3 separate regions of the Mus musculus genome follow, and all the other regions are linked to region 1. A link is a contact called in public Hi-C and HiChIP or PLAC-seq data. All regions are on one chromosome and are shown on one strand. Each heading gives the region's core, a stretch centred on a gene start, on an enhancer-like site or on the middle of the called end of the contact. The rest is flanking DNA. Distances are from core to core; before and after follow the strand shown. Region 1 holds the start of Cacna1e (calcium channel, voltage-dependent, R type, alpha 1E subunit). Region 2 has its middle 44 kb from the start of Zfp648. Region 3 has its middle 26 kb from the start of Zfp648.

Region 1 (2,726 bases), core at 80-2,579:
CAGCCCTGAGTACCCTTCCTAGGACCAAAGAGAGTGTTCCTGGACAGGTCTTTGATCTGTTGCAGAGAGTCTGCAGGCATCACCAGCTTCAGTGGGCCTCTCTTTTCCATCTCCTGAGGGAACCGCGACTCTTCCTTGGACCCTTGCCTAGGTAGCCTTCAGTCAAACGAATTCACAAGCCAAACCAGCCTCACCACGCTGGACTCTGAGAGCCCCGCCCCCGCGTCTCTCTCGGATCCTTGGCCACCTTGCTGCGCTGCTGCGCTGTGCTCCTCAACCTGCCCTTAAGCATCGTCTCTGCTCTCTGTAGCCAGGAAGGCCGGGAGGAGAAAGAGCTGGTCTTTGGTGAGGAAGTTCGGTATGTGGATTAAGTCCTATGCCCTGCCATCACTAGCTAGGCTGACTGCAACCTGTTCCTCACTGCGACCGCCCGCCCGCTCGCTCGCTCGCTCTCCCACCCTCTTCCCGGCGCAGCCGCGGATCGCTGTTGCATGCTGATCCTGGGAGGCGGCGGCGGCGGCGGCAGCGGCGAGCGCTCTGGGCGGATGCTGGCACTTGGGCTTCGCTGCTCTCTGGTTGCTGCTCAACTTCTACCCCAAAAGCAGGAGCTGTGAAGTCATTTGCCCCTCTCCGGCTGGTTCGACTTCTCATCTTCATTTTTCGGGCGATGCGGTTTACGCAGGAACCTTAGTACCGCTCTCCCCCCCACCTCCATCTCCCTCTCTCCAACCTTTGGATGCATCTCCGCTGGCAGATTTAAAGAGCCAAGTCTTGGCTGTGGAATTTCTTAGATGGACTTGCAGGGGCTGGCGTTCTAAAGCATGTCACCGTAGCTGGCCCTTGTCTTTTTTTCTTTTCATTTTTTTCAAAGTTCTTTTGTTTTCATTTCCTTCTTCCTCTCTACCCCTCACCCCGACCAATAAATCAGCAAACTGTTACCTAGCGGACCAGTGCCTGCCTTTCTCTCAGCCAGGTGGTACGTGTGCCAGAAGAGGAGCTATGTTTGAGGACCGACCTTCTCCACCCCTCTCCGGTCCCTGAACACCACCCCACGCTGGCATTTTGGGGGAAAATATTCCCTCTAGAAGCCCTACCCCCTTCTTCTTCTTCTTCTTCTTTTTTTTTCTTGAGGAATGGAGCTTCGCAGAGGTTGCCTTTAGATTCAACAGTTCAGAGCAGGGCTGAAGAGCCTGCAGGGGTCCCCAGAGGCGGTGGTCCCTGCGCCTGTGTGGATAAGGCTCTGAGCCTGCCTGTGTCTTTTCTGCCTCTTGTTGTGTGCGGGTGTTCGGCGATCACCTTTGTGTGTCTTCTGTCTGTTTAAACTTCAGGATGGCTCGCTTCGGGGAGGCGGTGGTCGTTGGCAGGCCAGGCTCAGGCGATGGAGACTCGGACCAGAGCAGGAACCGACAAGGAACCCCCGTCCCGGCCTCGGGGCCGGCGGCCGCCTACAAGCAGTCAAAAGCGCAGAGGGCGCGGACTATGGCTTTGTACAACCCCATACCAGTCCGGCAGAACTGTTTCACGGTCAACAGATCCCTGTTCATCTTCGGAGAAGATAACATTGTCAGGAAATACGCCAAGAAGCTCATCGATTGGCCATATCCTTTCTTACCCACCATGACTTCCCTCTCCCCCTTTGCATTCCATCGGGTGAGGGGGGGCACCTAGCATGGAATCTATTCCCCACCCCTTCCTGGTGCCAAAATTTGCCCCTTTGCTCAAGTGCACCCTACCTTGTTGCATTCACGGGGCAAGCCTGATGCCCCGGAGACCTATTTGGGCAGTAGTGGTTTTCAAGGTAAGACTTTTGGTTTTGGGGATTATTTTCCATGTGGAAATCTCTAAGTGTACTTAGGTGCCTGGTGTGGAGACATCTGCCTCTTTCTGGGCTTTGTCTGTTTCTTGGCCACCCCCAAAGTCCTAACCCTTTCAGAAGCTGCACTCCATGTGGTTTGGCTTACCTCAAATCTCAAGGATTCTTTCATAATCAGTTCTCTCTTTTCCACCACTTAAGCCAGTCCCTCTGCTCCCATTCCTACCAGCTGGGAAGACACTTGCACTGTCTGCCAGCAGAGAAGTTGAGGTTCTGGGAGGGATTTGCCAGATGAGAAGCTCCAAAGAGTAGACCCATGTATACAAGAAGACAAATGAGTACTTATGAAAAAGGCGTTGGGCTAGGGACTCAGCTAACTCTGGAGACCAACTTTAAGTTCTACTGAAAGTGAATGCCTGTCAGGGGAGATGATCATGTCACCACCAGCCCAAAGAGCTCAAAGTTGGAGTTCTTTCTTCAGGCAAGGAGGTGTGTTCTTCCTTTCTTGGTCCTGGGTTGTTACTCTTGCTTCTTAATGTTTGCCATACCTGGCTGCTCTCCCAGTATACTGAACCATAGATCTACTGGGCCTGAACCCATCAGCTGAGGGTCAGAGGTGTGCAAACAATTTCTCTCTAAAGCCAAGGGTGTTGCTCTTTACAAGGAGTGGGTAGGTCATCTATGGAGGTGATGGTTTGGGAGTAAAAGGCTAGGATGGAAGAAACATCTTTGCAGGTTTTACCAAGCGCACTGAATGCAGGCTGCTGATCAGGCAGCTTCCTGCCTGCTCTGCACTAAGAATTTGCATGCCTGTCAAGGCCATTAGGAGTTGAGGTTGGTAGGGTGTTTCAGGGGATTACAGGAGGCAAGCCAATGTTTTGAGGCTAGATGTGGGGGGTCCTCTTGGGGACAG
Region 2 (2,726 bases), core at 60-2,559, 570 kb after region 1:
TAGCTGAGAATTGGCCCAGGAGAGCAGTTCAGGTTGAGAATGGCCTGTGGGAGGGGTTTAGGTTTCTCACTTGCAAATCCATCAGGGTATCCTTGTGCAGCAGGACTGTGACTTTCTAAGACTGGAAGAGAGGGTGCAGCACTCTTCAGGAGCATCCATCTTTATTCATCGTGAGATCTGTCCTGATGGTGCCAGGACTCAGAGTCTACAGAACAAGCTAGGAAGAAAGGCCAGTGCTGACAGGCTAAGCCTCACCTCCACACCCTCCATCCTACCACAGTATTGGCAGTGTGACCGAAGGGGATGAGGCGTGTATTAGCTACTTTCTGTTGCTGTGATAAACCACGATGACCAAAAGTGACCTGTGGTGGACAGAGCTTATTTTGGCTTCCAGTTCCAGAGGAATAGGAGATCAACACATCAGGAAAACATGACAATGATCAGCAGGTATGTGGACAGGAGGAGGAGCCTGAGGAATTAAGTTCTCAACAGTAAGCAGAGCCACTGGGAACTGAAAGGAAGTGGACGCTATAATCTCTCAAAACCCACCCCCAGTGATGTACTTCCTGGTGTACCTCCTGAAGGTCCCCAAAGAGCACTTCCCAAATACCCATCCCTACAGGGGTCATTTCTCATTCAAATCACTGCAGTGGGAAACACCAGAACTCATGCAGGTATGAGAGACAATGGCAGCACTGAGAGGTGGCTGCCTCTTGACCTTGCACTTGATGGAGAACCATGCCAACGTGGAAATTGACACAGGTGCCCGTTTGACAGGCAGGATTCAGAGGCTCCCTGAGCCACAGAGGTGGCAGGAAAGAGGAACATGGTGTAGCCTATGGTGAGGGAAAATCCTTTCCACTTAGGCCTTCAGTAAGGCATAGGGTTTCTTGCCAGAGTCTTGAGGGAGGACCTAGGTAACAGCTGCACTGATGTGAGGGTACAGCATGTCCTGTCTTGTGGATATAAACAGAAGCCTTCATTTCTGCCAGCCGTGGGGCTTTAAATGCCAGCATCCAGGCTTTATCACTCAAGCAAACAAGCCAGAGGAAAAAGATTACACATGATTACACGAATCTCTCTCTCTCTCTCTCCCTCTCTCCCTCTCTCTCTCTCTCCACCCTCCCCCCCCCCACCCACCTCTACCCCCTCCAGGAAGACAGTTTGGTCTGGGCTGCCCTCTGGATTTTTCCTCTCTGATTTCTCTTTCTCTCACGCAATGTTCCCTGCCCAGGCGTTACATAACAGCCCGGGCTGCAGGGAACACCTATACAAGAGGCCATGACAGTTAAACAATGGGCAGGCAGTGGCTGCCCTGAGAAAATGGAGTCATTCATGGGCTGTGTGAGAGGCGGCTCTGTTCCCAACTTGGCTCCCTGGTAAATGAAGTGCACCGAGGACAAAGAGGGAAACTTTACACTCTAGCAATTTTCCCACAGTTGCAGGCTCACAGAAAAACAAGGCACTAGTTGGCTTAGAGGAGAAAAGACAACCATATCCATAAACTTTGCTTTCTCCCCCAAGTTGCTGTCCTGTGCCAAAACCACATACTAATCTCCCAGAGAGGGAGCGGCAAGGCAAGGCTGCACTTGATTGGGCTCTGCCTCCTGCTGCTGTCTGTTTTCATCGCTGTGTGATGGGCTTTCCTCTCTGAATCATCATGTAGTTGACCTTAATGTACCTCCCTGCTTTGATGGGAAAGAATGTTGAAAGTCGAGGCGATGGATGGGTCCAAGAGAACTAATGATGTTTTTCCCTAATGCAGATGCTCGTCAGAATACAGGAATGTCTTTCCAGACACAGGGATCGAGGGCAAGAGAATCCAGAGGACGTGTAAGTACTCCTCACTTGAATCTCCACACTGATGGGCTGCCCTTCGCTCACACACTGTTAACAGGCTTGGCATTTAATCAAGCAGTTTCAAATGTCTTATAGCGCACATTTCATTTCAAACTAAATGGCATGCCAAGAAAAATCACAAAATCATAACAAAGAATCTTTTATATTAAACCCAATTCCCAAACACCAGCAATGATTTATCTATTTAGGGAGATGCATAGCTCTTGTCCAATGTATCTACATGGAGGGACTTTTGAAGTCCACTCTAGAGCTAGTGTCCCAAATACATTATTACCACTGGGGTTTCTACTGCAATCCTTGGGTGCAGGTTGGATCCTGATGTATGGAAAAGTTATGAATGAAATACAAAGATGCCTCCTTACCCATCCTGGAACCCTGTTTCCTACCCAACACCAGGGGTACTCATGGGATGAGTAGGGTAGAGAATCAGGTGACATGCTTCCTGAATGAGGGCTGGTGAGATGGCTGAATGGGAAGACGCACCCACCACCCAAGCCTGGGCACCTAAGTTCTAACCAAAGAACCTACATGATGGCTGGAGGGGAGAACCACTTTACCAGTTGTTCTCTGATCTCCACACCATTGCAGGTGCTTGCCCCCCATCACCATGTGCTCACACATTTGCTACACACACACACACACACACACACACACACACACACACACCACTAATGATTTTGATTTCTAAAATTACTTCTTAAGCAGTAAGAGCACACTAGTGGACTCCAGACTGAAAAAAAAACCAGGTACATGCAACACAGACCTGATTTGAGAGCACAGCATTATATAGGGAGAGCCAGTCCTGGGGGCCTGAAGTCAACAGCACCAGTAGAGGCCCAGTGCTGAAGGAAACAGTGGTTGAAACT
Region 3 (2,726 bases), core at 99-2,598, 550 kb after region 1:
TGTCACAACATACTGATGCTCGTCTGTAGTATGTCAATGATAGTCATACATCAGCCTTCATCTGTTCCACTCCACTCCCCCACTCCCATTACAGTGCAGACATATACCTGTCACAAACATACTCAAGAATGATACAGTCCCTCGTTTGAGCCCTGAGCTCTATCCTACACATGGAATTTCTTGAAGTACAGATAAAGAGGGGCCTGTGGAGCGTCAACCACTGTGATAGCTCATTGGATAGGTCAACTCTATACCTCACATGACATAAGAATCCATGAAAAACTCCGCATAGGTACCAAAGACCAGCCATGCCATTGGGCCAGATCAATGTATATTATTGAATTCCTTAGCTTACACAGTATAATGTGCATACATTCAACAATTATAACAGAGAGAGAAAGAGAGAAAAAGAGAGGGAGAGGGAAAAGAGGAAGGAGGAAGAGAGATGGAAAGAAGGGGAAAGACTTCATCAGATTCAATTTGAGCATCTAAACATGGGCTCTGGAGAAGGCAAAGGGCGGGGACCAGCATGAAGCTATGATCTCCCATTGAACTATTTGGTGAGCTATAAACTCTGCCTGTCCATTTGAGGCAGACTGGGCTTGATCTGAGTATCCAGCACAGGAAAGGTGAGAGCCAGCCCCTGCCTATGAGACTGTCTCACAGTCATGTGAATGGCCTTGCTTAAGGCTACACAGTAATGGGAGTAGGTGGGGTTGGGGGTAGTGGATTGGAGCATCAGTGTGTTATATAGCTTCTCCGGGCCAGAGACACTGCTGTGCCTCTATGTTTCATCTAGAACTGAATTCTGAGTCAGGTTTACACTTGAGTAACTCACTTAAATCCTGGGAGCATTAAGAGATCTTCCAGGTTGGGACACATGACTACACTATAAGGATGTTTTATTTGGTGTGTTTGTTGTTGTAGGAGTAGTTTGTTGCTGTTGTTTGTTTGCTTGCTTGCTTACTTGCTTTCTCTCCTAAGTGAAGTTCAGATCACAGAAGTGACTTGCTCAAGACCACAAAGATATCAGAGGCATGAGTCTTTTGATGCTTAATTCACAAAAGCTTCCTCCTTTGAAACTCCAAATCGTGGCCATTATCTGGTCTGAGACTCAACATGGAGCCAGGGCAGGAGAGGGATCCAGCAGTAGTCAGACTTAACCGCATCAGGCACAGCGCCCATGTTCCTCCAGGTCGCCCTTTTGGGAGGCAGTGATGTCTAAGTGCTCACTCAGTCCATGGCTGAGAACATAGAATCAGAAGGCAGCTGACGTACACACGGTCTGGACTACCCATGTGAGGCTGAGAGAGAAGTGAAAGCTCTGGGCATCTGTTCCCTGTCTGTACAATGTGACCAGAGCAGGCAGCTGCTTCATCCAGTTCCTTTGAGCTAGGCTAATCAGTGTAACCCACTAGAACTCTGCGTGGCACAGCTGTAAGTATTCAGCTTAGTATTGTTGCTACTGCCAGCTGTTCTTTGTTTGTGTGATCACCTTATTCATATGTTAGAAGGTTTTAAAAGATAGGAAGAGGAGGAGGGCTTGACTTGAGTAGCTGAAAAGAAGAGAAGAGGGGGGAGGGAGAGAAGGAAGCAGCAGAAGAAAGGGGAAAGGAGGAGGAGGAAAGATGGAGGGAGAAGGAGAGAAAGAAAGGCTCAATTAATTATGAAGAGATGGCAAGCTAACAGCAGTTGTTGCAGGCCCTAGACACCACCACCACCACCACCACCACCACCACCACCACCACCACCCCCAGTCACATGCTGTTGCCCCTATAAAGCTAAGCCAGGCATTCGAACTGGGCTTCCTCAGAAACAGTTGCTATGGCTGAGGAGCACAGACAACCTGGTTTCTCTCTTCCTCCAGGCTTTGATCTTATCCACCCATCACACAGGCCCCAGTGCAGTCTGATCACAATACAAAGCACCGATGAAGCCACTGTGTAACCAGGCCGCCAGCAGCTCCATGCTGCCTCAGACGTACGGCACACAGGCATCTGCTTCTTGGCCTGGCTCTCAGGGTCCAGGGTAAAGTTTCTCATATTTAAAGCTTCCTCCAGGCTTCCTCCCAAGAAGAACCTAGATGCTAACCCATTATGGTCCTCTTGCTCTCTTGTTCCTCCTCACAGGATCCAATCAGCTCTTTTCCCCAGGGAGCTGCTGGTGCCTGACTTTGTTTATTTGTTCCCCCCAAAGGTGGAGCATATGAGGAAGGAAACTGAAGTGGCCCTTGTTGTGGTAGAGAATTGGCTTTGATGAGGAAACAGAGGGGCTGGGAGGCTGAGAATATGTCCCTTGCATGTGCACAACACCCTCTCTAGAGAGAGGATTGCAAGAGGCTTGTTGAAGAAGTATTGTTAGATTTGGATTAGTTAGGTGTCCCAGCTATTATAATATGCAAATACTCAATCCTCAGTGACTTAATACAGTAGATGTTTATTTCTCTGTCTTGCAAAATGCAGTCTGGGGATGTCCTCAGGCAATCAAGCTGGCAGAGGCACAGCCTTCTTCAACAAGCAGCTTCCAGAATCAGTGGGAGTGTAGGTCCCCAGCCTCAGAGAGAGAGGAGCAGGCAATCAAAGAGGAGCAGAGACTCCTCAAGTCAGTCTTAGGAATGGTGTGTATCACTTATCACTTTGGTCCATATTACATTAGCTGGAACTCAACCCTGGGGCTTCTCTGCCCTCAGAGAACTTGGATAATATAGCTCATGTTGGAGTACCCTT

What was found. Hi-C and Micro-C count contacts between places; a contact is called where the count stands out from the background. HiChIP or PLAC-seq counts read pairs in DNA pulled down with a chosen protein or histone mark.
Region 2: a Hi-C map of cortical neurons shows a contact between it and region 1, with 4 times the contacts expected there. The contact joins the enhancer-like site here to the promoter of Cacna1e in region 1. A contact is called at or near these places in 1 of 15 datasets of contacts at CTCF or cohesin (large pre-B cells), 1 of 484 Hi-C or Micro-C datasets (cortical neurons), 5 of 115 datasets of contacts at active chromatin or transcription factors (embryonic forebrain, embryonic stem cells, forebrain and 1 more) and 1 of 9 other capture datasets (embryonic stem cells).
Region 3: an H3K4me3 HiChIP or PLAC-seq map of forebrain shows a contact between it and region 1, with 6 times the contacts expected there. The contact joins the enhancer-like site here to the promoter of Cacna1e in region 1. A contact is called at or near these places in 2 of 39 promoter capture datasets (liver and stem cell-derived epiblast-like cells), 2 of 15 datasets of contacts at CTCF or cohesin (large pre-B cells and stem cell-derived epiblast-like cells), 35 of 484 Hi-C or Micro-C datasets (the AML12 cell line, the Ba/F3 cell line, adipose-derived mesenchymal stem cells and 17 more), 10 of 115 datasets of contacts at active chromatin or transcription factors (T-cell acute lymphoblastic leukemia, astrocytes, embryonic basal ganglia and 7 more) and 2 of 9 other capture datasets (embryonic stem cells and pancreatic islet).

What each region holds. Positions count from the first base shown.
Region 1 is chr1:154,724,523-154,727,248 of GRCm38.p6, reverse strand. It overlaps Cacna1e (calcium channel, voltage-dependent, R type, alpha 1E subunit), which reads left to right and starts at 1,329. Exons shown (of 47, transcript NM_009782.3): 1 at 1,329-1,598. The coding sequence starts at 1,330.
Region 2 is chr1:154,155,509-154,158,234 of GRCm38.p6, reverse strand. No RefSeq gene overlaps it. Among named protein-coding and RNA genes, the nearest start is that of Zfp648, 44 kb to the left of the region's middle. Within about 2 kb of position 1,309, at least 108 of the 459 cell types and tissues checked have an H3K27ac peak or open chromatin away from gene starts, as enhancers often do. A contact at or near this core is called in cortical neurons, embryonic forebrain, forebrain and 1 more, where this site is marked.
Region 3 is chr1:154,174,128-154,176,853 of GRCm38.p6, reverse strand. No RefSeq gene overlaps it. Among named protein-coding and RNA genes, the nearest start is that of Zfp648, 26 kb to the left of the region's middle. Within about 2 kb of position 1,348, at least 36 of the 459 cell types and tissues checked have an H3K27ac peak or open chromatin away from gene starts, as enhancers often do. A contact at or near this core is called in cerebral cortex, cortical neurons, embryonic basal ganglia and 3 more, where this site is marked.